Linked DNA regions of Mus musculus: regions 1 and 3 are each linked to region 2. A link is a contact called in public HiChIP or PLAC-seq data. All regions are on one chromosome and are shown on one strand. Each heading gives the region's core, a stretch centred on a gene start, on an enhancer-like site or on the middle of the called end of the contact. The rest is flanking DNA. Distances are from core to core; before and after follow the strand shown. Region 1 overlaps Ptpn21 (protein tyrosine phosphatase, non-receptor type 21). Region 2 overlaps Gm40554 (a long non-coding RNA gene). Region 3 overlaps Foxn3 (forkhead box N3).

Region 1 (3,475 bases), core at 874-3,373, 340 kb before region 2:
GCAAGCTAACTCAGCACAGTGAGTGTTCGTGGGCAAGAGTCTTGGGAACCCTGCTCATCTTTGACCACTGGGTTCCAGTCAGCATATGCAAAGCTCCAAACACGGCTTTGTTCCCACCCAGTGTCCCCTACAAAACTACCTTTCAGGAATGCAACCCAGAATCCATCCAGTGCCCAAACTCCAGCTTGTTGCCTCTAATGGCAGTTGGATTTAGTGGTACAAAGTCCAAGTTGTTGAAAATGCACATAACATCGACTAGTCAAGTAGGAGCCTGATCAATCTAAATAGCATGTAAATGAGGTCGAACATTTTGACTTGTGTTAGCACCTAGAAGGTTAAGGCAGGAGGTGACAAGTTCAAGGACAACCTGTCCTGCAAAGAAAGACCCTGCTCAGAAAGGAGGGAGAAACAGACAAGAGAGCAAAGACAAAAAGAAAAGAAAATGAAGAGAGCCTCTGCCACCCAGTATATTACTTGAATATTTTCTTAGCCTGTTCATTATTCAAAATAACTACTCTGACCACCTAAATTATACTATAATAAACACTATAATAAACACCTTCTAGGGAATCTTACTTGGTAATAAAGAGAAACCCAAGCAAGTCCTTGATCATTTATAATTTACATACTAATTGTTCTTTAGGACATCGGACACCATTTCTGCTGTTGAAATTAGCATTGCCAGCATAAACATCAATAGCCTCTGGATATTTTACTTGATCATTAAAAGATAAGTGAAGATTACGTATGGCACAAAATCCCAGCATTCCCAAGCCTGAGGCAGAAGGATCTGGAGTTCTAGGCTAGCCTGGCCCTACACAGTTAACTTCTATCTCAAAACAAACACTGGGCCTTGGAGATGGCTCAACAGATAAAGAGTTGCCAAGTCTGATAACCTTCCAGGTTCAATGCCCAGGAACCAAATGGTAGAAGAAGAGAATTAACATGCATGCACACTCGCACAGAAACGGACGTTTAAAAAAGATGTTTAAGCCGGGCGTGGTGGCACACGCCTTTAATCCCAGCATTTGGGAGGCAGAGGCAGGCAGATTTCTGAGTTCGAGGCCAGCCTGGTCTACAAAGTGAGTAGTGCAGCCAGGACTATATAGAGAAACCCTGTCTCGAAACCCTCCCCCCCCCAAAAAAAAAGGTTTAAACAAGCAAAAGGGCTGAGGGTTGGTAATTTTAGCCTTTAGTAGGCGAAGTGCCCAGAATTGGAGGCTAGCCTTGGTGAGTTCTAGGCCAGCCTGGGCTACAGAATAAGATCCTATCTGAAAACTCCAAAAATTCAATAACAAATGCAGGAAGCAGCTCAGAGCTACAGTACTGGACTGCATGGACTAGTATGGTCAAAGGCATGTGTCTAACCCACAACACCAAGGCGACAGGAGAGAAAAGTTACACAAAGGCAATCTCATCAACAGTTCTGAGGACACAGGAAGAAAGTATCTGCTAACCCATCACACTGTAAGAAAACAATGAGTCCTTGTCATTAGAAGAGAAAATAGCACTCAGACGTTGGGTGCACATCTGACAAGGATGGAGTAATAGACTCACTCAGTCAACAGCCCAGGAATTCAATTAATGTGTAAACGACCTGTGAGTCACCAGTTCAGACACTGAAGACCTGTCACTCATTGTCCAGATGGACGGACAGACGCACAGGTGATGCCTGGGAGGGAAGGTGATCTACAATCCTTAAGTGAGGAACTCTCGCTCACAACCTCCCCCTCCTCCCCCTCCCTGTCTCTCTCTTTCTCCTCCCACCACCCTGCCTCTCCCTCCCTCCCTCTCTCCCTCCCTCCATCATCCAGGAGCAAGTTTACCTTAGCAGCAAGTTGCCCTATCAAGGAACTGAAGCTGACAAAGTACCCCGAGTTGAAGGCTAGCCTGAATTCACTCCAGGCAAACCTAAACCTGGCTACAGAATGAGATCCTGTCTCACAACTCTAATAAACAGGGCTCTGGAGAGATAGCTCAGTGGTTAAGAGTACTAGCTACTCTTCCAGAAGACCTGGGTTCCAGTCCCAGAACCCACATGGTGGCTCACAACTGTGTGTAACTCCTGTCCCAAAGGATCCAGTGCCCTCTCTGGCTCCCGGCTCTGCGCACAAGTGGCACACAGACATGAATGAAACAATCGAAATAAACAAATCTTTAAAACAAATAAACGATAAGTAAATAGGCGGTGGCTGATGGTGATGGTGATGATGACGGTCAGTGACCTTCCTGAACCCTATGGAGGAAAGCCACAGAAGAAAGAGCATTTGTAGGGGAAAGGACACTATACTGGGAGGCAGTTTGTGTCTGAACAGTATAGTGGGCCAGATGGAAAGAGACTATGACTATGGAAACCTAGGTAGGAGAAATGTATTCCTCTGGTCTATAGACTATCATAGTAGGTACAGTCTCCAACATCTCCAACCTGTCTCAAAATGACCACATGAGAATCTGAAGGTTCACAGCACACAGAAATGCCAAATGTTTGAGGCAATGGAAATGCTAAGTGTCTTGACTTGATCTTTCCACAGTTTGTACAGATGTGGAAATACTGTATTCTACTCCACAAATGTGGATCAATTTTAAAGACAAAGGTCAGGAAGCTCGGGCAAAAGGCTTGAGGAGCAAGGGCTAACCTGGGATACACAGTGAGATACACTGCAGGGCCAAGGACAGAGCCGAGTGAGCACCCCGCCCCCACTCACACACCCCAAACCTTGGGAACTCAGCTCACACCTCCCTGGTGTGCAAGCACATGCTCAATGCCACAGAGTGCAGAGACTTCCTCCGGGGCATGCTGCTGGCCGGAGACAGTCACGTCTGTTATTTGAAATCCCAGCACTGAAGCACACACACTTTATATCTTTATATCGTTAGCCCTTTGCTTTTAGATCTTCCAGACAGTGTCTCAAGGACCTAGGCCACTAGGTAGTCCAAGATGCACTTGAACTTCTGATCTTGCCTCCACCTCTAGAGGCCTGGGCTTACAGGTGTGAGCCACCATGGTCAGTTTTATACCTTGCTAGGGACTGACCCTGGGGGTCTTGTGTATGTCAGACGAACACTCTTTCAGTTCAGGTATACATAATAGCCTTTACATTTATTAAACATTAAACTAAAGTTGCATAACACTCTTATCATTTAAGTAAATAAGTTTCCTAATCTGATAATAACTTGTATGAGTCTGTATTATGTATTTCAGAATGCATACACATACCCATGCTGATACATATGACTCTCTTATTTACTTGCCTAGTTCTTCGTTATCAAGACCATGAGAAAAGTGACAGAATGGGCTGGCAAAGTAGCTTGTAAAGTTTGCCCACCAATTCTGATGGTCTTAACTTGATCCCCAGAATCCAAGTAGTGGAGGGAATTGTCCCCCCAACTTCCACACATGCACACTCACATCCATACACACTAAATCAAAATGTAATTTAAATATTATTGAAACTAAAAGAAATATAAAAGCCCT
Region 2 (3,127 bases), core at 589-3,088:
CTCTCCCTGTGGTTATCATAAGAACATCTTTGAGATAAACCCACTTAAGGAGACGCTGCCCTGACTGGCTCCTCTTTGTCTTTGAAGCCCTAATTGAATGATCCTGGCAGCAGTTCTTTTCCATGGAGCCTGTCTGCCACTCTGTCCACTCATTTTAAAATGTATGGATCCCTCTGCTTTGGACCCGAGGCCATATTGATTCTGGAATATATGCCACTAATTGCTGAGTGCCTGCCTCTAAGAAGCAAGAACAGGGAGGGGGGGAAAGCTTGCATGTCAATATTTGTTACTAACCTTGACAGATAATCATTTTAAGTGATGGTGACTTTTTCCTCCTCTAAAGCTTTAATTACTGGCATGCACACACTGCAATCATTTTGTTCTTGTGTGTGTTTAATAGTCTGTAATCCATTTTAATTACATTCTTTGCTTATCAAGATCAGACTTCCAAGCAAGGATAGAACAGACTCTAGCTTCTGCCTTTTCTCTATGTCCCTCTTCTAGTCAGTGCCTCGAAAATACGCATGGATTTGAAACCAGTTTAGAAACAAATTTTACTCTTGGCACTTAAAACAAACAAACAAACAGACCCATTACAGAGAAGCCTCTCTCTGTACCTTTTCCAATCTGTTGGTCCATTAATACAGATGCTTCCTCCGATAAACTCGGAACTTGTGGAGAACTTTGAAAGGATGTAAGTCAGAGAGGGATCTCTCTCTCTCTCTCTCTTTCTCTCTCTCTGTGTGTGTCTTTCTCTTGGTGTGGGTAGTGAGTGAAAAGGTAGCTGGTTAAAATTCATTGACTTTGTGAATTCTTTATTTTGGGCATCTTTCAATTCATGAGTTACAATCCTATGAAAGCATTATATAAAGCACCAAACAGGACGGGGTTCTCAGGGCTGCTTCATGCTTTTGTTACTGGCCATCACTTAAGAGTGGCCAAGCACTTTCTGTGACCACATCTCCCTAACAGCTAACATTCTAATTTACTAGATGTGGCTTCACTAGAAAAGGAACCGGAGGGGTCTAGACCAATCACACAGAAAGATCCCGTGACTTACCTAACAGTCTCCGCCTGCGACTTCCTGAAGCATATTTGACAAAGCCCCAGCCAACTAAAAGAGAGGTCCAGAGCAAGCATTGTCCACCTAAGGATGCTGCCCCTCAACAGGAACAGACAGAGCCAAGCTGGGCATGACCGGTGCCTGGCTCCAGGCTCCCTGCCCGAATATGGTTCAGAACCCCAAGCTGGAGCAGAGTAATTGCAGGCTTTTCACGTTAAGCCAGTTTGAGTTGCTTTCCACTGACTTTGTTCTAACTAAAGTCCAACTATCAGGCTTGAAAGATACCCAATTTGGAATCTCCCACCCCCTTTTATTTGCCAAAGCCCCTGGAGTAACCATCAAATCAGCCCCAGATGGTTCATTAACATCAGCCAAATGCTTTCAAAATAAAAAAAAAAGAAGTGGTATTTTTGTTTTAATTAGATCCACACAGTAAGGTTCTTCCTCCCTATAATATCATCAGACTCTAGCATGCACACACAGAGAAGGGGGGAGGGAGGGAAGAGAGGGAGGCGGAGGAGCGCACTTGGAAACAAACGTCTACATATTAACTGAGGCCCTCCTTGGAGAAAATATAATGACAGAGCATTTTTGTCTATTTCCCAAATGAACACTGGCTGCTTGTGGGTGGCGTGTCAGAGCATCCATGTTCCCAGGTCCCAGCACAGAGTCAGGAAGGAAGGGGCATTTTCTCCAACTTGGACTTGACAGTACCCAACTGCCATCTTCATCCTGAGGAAGAAAGGCACTTGCTTTCCCAGGCACTGTCTGAGCTATGCGTTACTCATCAGGTTCCTGCAGAGAGGTTGATCAGGGTCTCCGGGAAGTGAGTCAGCAGTAAGACAAGCATTCCTGGGACACATCTGGAAGTGAGTCAGCAATAAGACAAGCATTCCCGGGACACATCTGGAAGTGAGTCAGCAGTAAGATAGCGCCATCCGGGCACATGTCACAGACCAGTTTCATCCGCCGTGTGCCCCTCTCTTTCTTTACCTGCGCCTCCATTTGTCAACCAACTTAACTCTCCTCTGTAGTTACTATGAAGCCCACTGGCACTGTCATACTTTATTATTGGAAAGTGAGTGGAAAGTCAGGGACCATGCAAAGTATAAGGAAGGTATCGCTACTGGAGAAAGTTGAAAGGGATATAGGAAACCTAAACTAATGATACATTCCTGGGCATGTTAATGCTGAGAATGGAAGGCCCGCTGAAACATGTACCTGACTCAACCACTAAACAGAGTCAAAGTGGCTTCTTTATTGCAAGCTCCCTCCTTGGATATCTTAATACGGTGATGTATGTGGTGGACCTACAAGGGGACGCTTCTGAGACAGCGGCTCCCCAGTCATTCAGTTCCATGTGTCCTTAGGGTGTGCACAGAAGCTCCAGTGCTGTTGGCATGGTAATAGCATCCTGAGCACAAAGATGAAGGATGTCTCAGTTGTCCCCTTTTGTTCTGAAGAGTTGAGACAGGCCTAGGACACCTTAAATAGAGGAAGAGTTGTTAAAGGGATAAACATGAAAATAAGGAACATAGATAGGGTCAAGGCCCTTAAGACCTGGGACAGAATCTAGGCTTTGGAAAGTCATTTAAATGATTTATAGCTCATTTAAGTGAATGTAACTCTTCAGTGGTGATTTATTGGATATGACACTAAATGCACAGGCAATAAAGGCAAAAGGCAGACATTTGTCATTGGTGGACATCAAATAAGCATTCAAGGACAGGACCAGTGGAATGAAAAGGTAACACACAAAATGAAAGAAAATATTTACAAATCACATATCCAGTAAAGGACTTTGTATACGGGATACAGAAAGGACTCTCACAACTCCGTCTTAAAAAGATGAATGACCCAGTTTGAACACTTGGCCAAGGATCCAGATGGATGCTTCCACAAGGATGAAAGATAAGTGGCCAACGATGAGAGAGGCTCAGTATCATTTGTCAACAGGTAGAGGAGGTGCAATTCCACATCCATTGCCATACAAAGGATTACTAACAATACACAGGGTAAGGACGCAGCAAAATGGAAAGTCCTCTGGTACTGCTGGGGGCGGGG
Region 3 (3,092 bases), core at 520-3,019, 340 kb after region 2:
ATAATTCCAGGACAGAGAGAGATCAAGAAACTGAGGCCTTATCTCAGAAAAAAAACCATAAACCAAAAAGTCCACAAACGAAATAATCCCATACATATACATTAAATATATTAATCTTTAAAGTAAATAAATAAACCAGATACCAAATGTCAAATAGACTGCAATTGCTTTGACAGACATGGATAATTTGTGGCACAGTGGCCTCAGAAATTTCAATCACTTCATTTGCAAACAGTATAGTCTACTATATCCATCTCTCCATCCTCCTATCTCCCAATTCTACCAAGACATGCAGTCAGGTCGACCCTCCCTCTTCAGGTGTTGTATTAGCTACGTTTGTGTGCCAATTTGACACAAGCTAAAGTTAACAGAGAGGAAGTATCCTCAATTGAGAAAATGCCTCCATATGATCCGCCACCTGCAAGTCATTTTACCAATTAGTGACTAATGGGGGAGGCCCAGCCCATTGTGGGTGGTGCCATTCCTGGGCTGGTGGTCCTAGATTCTATGAAAGGTGGACTGAGCAAGCCAGGGGAAGCAAGCCAGAGAGCAGCCCTCCTCCATGGCCTCTGCATCAGCTCCTGCCTCCAGGTTCCAGCCCTGCTCGAGTTCCTGCCCTGACTTCTTCCAATGATAGATTGTGAACTGGAAGTGTAAGCCATATAAACCCTGTCCTTCCCAACTTGTTTTTGGGCCATGATGTTTTACTGCAGCAGTAGAAACCCTGAGTAGACAGGCATTCGTGGGCGCCTTTGCTATTCTCTCTGATGAGCACAGCGTTTCAGTGGCCATCACCTGATGTTGACTTCTGGCCTACACACACACACACACACAGAGAGAGAGAGAGAGAGAGAGAGAGAGAGAGAGAGAGAGAGAAGGAGAGGGAGAGGGAGAGGGAGAGGGAGAGGGAGAGGGAGAGGGAGAGGGAGAGGGAGAGGGAGAGGGAGAGGGAGAGGGAGAGGGAGAGGGAGAGGGAGAGGGAGAGGGAGAGGGAGAGGGAGAGGGAGAGGGAGAGGGAGAGCAAGCGCCCATCCATTTCACTGGCAGATACCACCAAAACGTTTGTTTTGTTTTGTTTTGTTTTAAACTTCCTCCAAAATGTCTCTTTGAGCCTTCAAGTATATAAGACTGAAAAGTGAGTGTTCCTGGCCCAGCCACAGGGCAAGAAAAGCAAGGTCTCAATGAAACACAAAAGCCAGCACAGACCTGAAGGGGAACAGGCGGCCCCCACAACAAGGCAGCCAACTGCCAAGCTGTCATTTTGCTCGGCGGCTGAACAGAAGGCCCGAGTAATGACAACCACAAAACTCATTTAAAGTCTGAAAAGGTGACTAATGAGCTCATTCATGCTGGCTATAAATTATTCACTCCAACACTGATCCCACACTAGACAAACAGTAAAGTAAACTTTAAACACAGACCCGGCCGGCCTTCCGACTCGAGGCAAGTTATGTCTGTAAGACTTCTCACAATGACAGAGATACTTGTCCCCGTTGCCTATTGTCACATTAGTCTTCTGTTTACTTTTTTTTTTAACTGCCTTTAATCAAGTTAAGCAGACACAGCTGTTACACATTTATTTCTCTGCTGTTTTTTTTTTCATTAGTTATTACGAGCAATCATGAAAGCCCTAAAAATAACAGCAAATTATATTCTCTCGAAATTGAAGGCTGACCTTAAAAATGAAGCCCAGGTCTTCAGAAAGAATATTCATACCCACACATGCTGGCTAAGTGACAGCCCCACACACGGGCAAAACATGAGTGCCTGCCCAACTCTCCAACTCTCTGAGAGCTCTGCAATTTGCTTCTACATTTCCTTTGGTTCTGGGGGGAACCGGTTGCCTCAAAACCAGCGGATACAACAGACCCTGTTTCTGGCGGTCACGTTTGGGTTAAGATTTTCACGAAGACATTATCATCTTAAGCAAATAGAAGAAATGTCTGCCGGCTTTTTCCAGCACTGATAAATAGCAGGTTCCTTGAAAACGCACCCTGGTGCTGCAGATTGCTTTCAGTTTCCTGTTTAACATTAAATAAAGAATTGTCACTCTTCTGTTTTTGCAAACCGAACTGCTTGCTGCTAGTGTGGCTGCTAAAAGCGTGGCGATCACAGCTTACGTGGTCCCCTCTTTCTTTTTTGCTCACCGGCTATCATTTTTTAAGACACTGTAAAGGTTTCAAATCTGTTTGACGGATTTAGTTTTAAGTCCCCAAACAAGTACTTAACATTACAACATGGTTAGATCGCTGAACATTATGTATTTTTAAACTGCTTCGGATCCTTGGAAAATAAGTCACAGAAAAGACTCATATCCAAATAACAGCAGATGGGGGCCCTAACTAATCAAAAGTGAAAGTGGAAAGTTAGACACTGCAGAGTGCTGGCTCGCTGCAGGGATGCTGGGGCTCACTGCAGGGATGGCTGGGATGAAGCAGCAGTCGGGAGACTCCACTTTACTCTGCCCCCCCCCATACCCCCTCTTCTAAGGAAAATCTTCCACATTTTCAGTTTCTTGCATGATCTAAATGAAAGCTTTGTCCACCGCTTCTGTTGCCTAAGACACAAAACATATTTTTTTAGTGTAGAAAAAATACATTTAAAAAAAAAATGTAGAATGGGGGAGTCCTGCAATATTGATAGCAAAGGTCACTGCGTCCTACCCACAGCCCTCTGGGGGCTTTCCTGTGTCCCTCAGGCTTTCAGTCACATTCACATCTCCAGATCAAACAAACTTAAAGGCCTCTCCACCAGAGTCCTGGAAGTTGCTTTTGGATTTCTCTTCTTTTGTTTTTGGTCAATTTTACTTCTTGGAAAAGTTTTGTTGTTGTTGTTGTTTTACTTTAGTTTAGGTTTTTTTGAGGTGGGATATCACTATGTCTCACTACGTAGACCAGGCTGGCCTTGAAACTCACAGAGCTCCAGCTGCCTCTGCTTCTCCAGCATTGGGACTGAATGCGTGCACCGACCTGCTCAGCTTGCGGAACACTTATAAATTCGTACTGAAACTGGCCAGAAGCTTTGTCCCCACGTGTGCACTAAACTATGATTTCTGTTGCTTTAACATTTTGCATTCTCATAGATAAGTGGTT

Evidence for each region. HiChIP or PLAC-seq counts read pairs in DNA pulled down with a chosen protein or histone mark.
Region 1: an HNF4G HiChIP or PLAC-seq map of pancreatic cancer cells shows a contact between it and region 2. The contact joins two enhancer-like sites.
Region 3: a contact with region 2 is called in a FOXA1 HiChIP or PLAC-seq map of pancreatic cancer cells. The contact joins two enhancer-like sites. A contact is called at or near these places in 13 of 115 datasets of contacts at active chromatin or transcription factors (bone marrow-derived macrophages, cardiomyocytes, craniofacial prominence and 10 more).

The regions. Positions count from the first base shown.
Region 1 is chr12:98,723,563-98,727,037 of GRCm38.p6, forward strand. The region is part of intron 2 of Ptpn21 (protein tyrosine phosphatase, non-receptor type 21); the gene reads right to left. Among named protein-coding and RNA genes, the nearest start is that of Ptpn21, 12 kb to the right of the region's middle. Within about 2 kb of position 2,124, at least 34 of the 459 cell types and tissues checked have an H3K27ac peak or open chromatin away from gene starts, as enhancers often do. A contact at or near this core is called in pancreatic cancer cells, where this site is marked.
Region 2 is chr12:99,062,148-99,065,274 of GRCm38.p6, forward strand. The region is part of intron 2 of Gm40554 (a long non-coding RNA gene); the gene reads left to right. Among named protein-coding and RNA genes, the nearest start is that of Gm40554, 39 kb to the left of the region's middle. Within about 2 kb of position 1,839, at least 29 of the 459 cell types and tissues checked have an H3K27ac peak or open chromatin away from gene starts, as enhancers often do. A contact at or near this core is called in pancreatic cancer cells, where this site is marked.
Region 3 is chr12:99,405,147-99,408,238 of GRCm38.p6, forward strand. All of the region lies in intron 1 of Foxn3 (forkhead box N3), which reads right to left. Among named protein-coding and RNA genes, the nearest start is that of Gm51999, 15 kb to the left of the region's middle. Within about 2 kb of position 1,770, at least 152 of the 459 cell types and tissues checked have an H3K27ac peak or open chromatin away from gene starts, as enhancers often do. A contact at or near this core is called in pancreatic cancer cells, where this site is marked.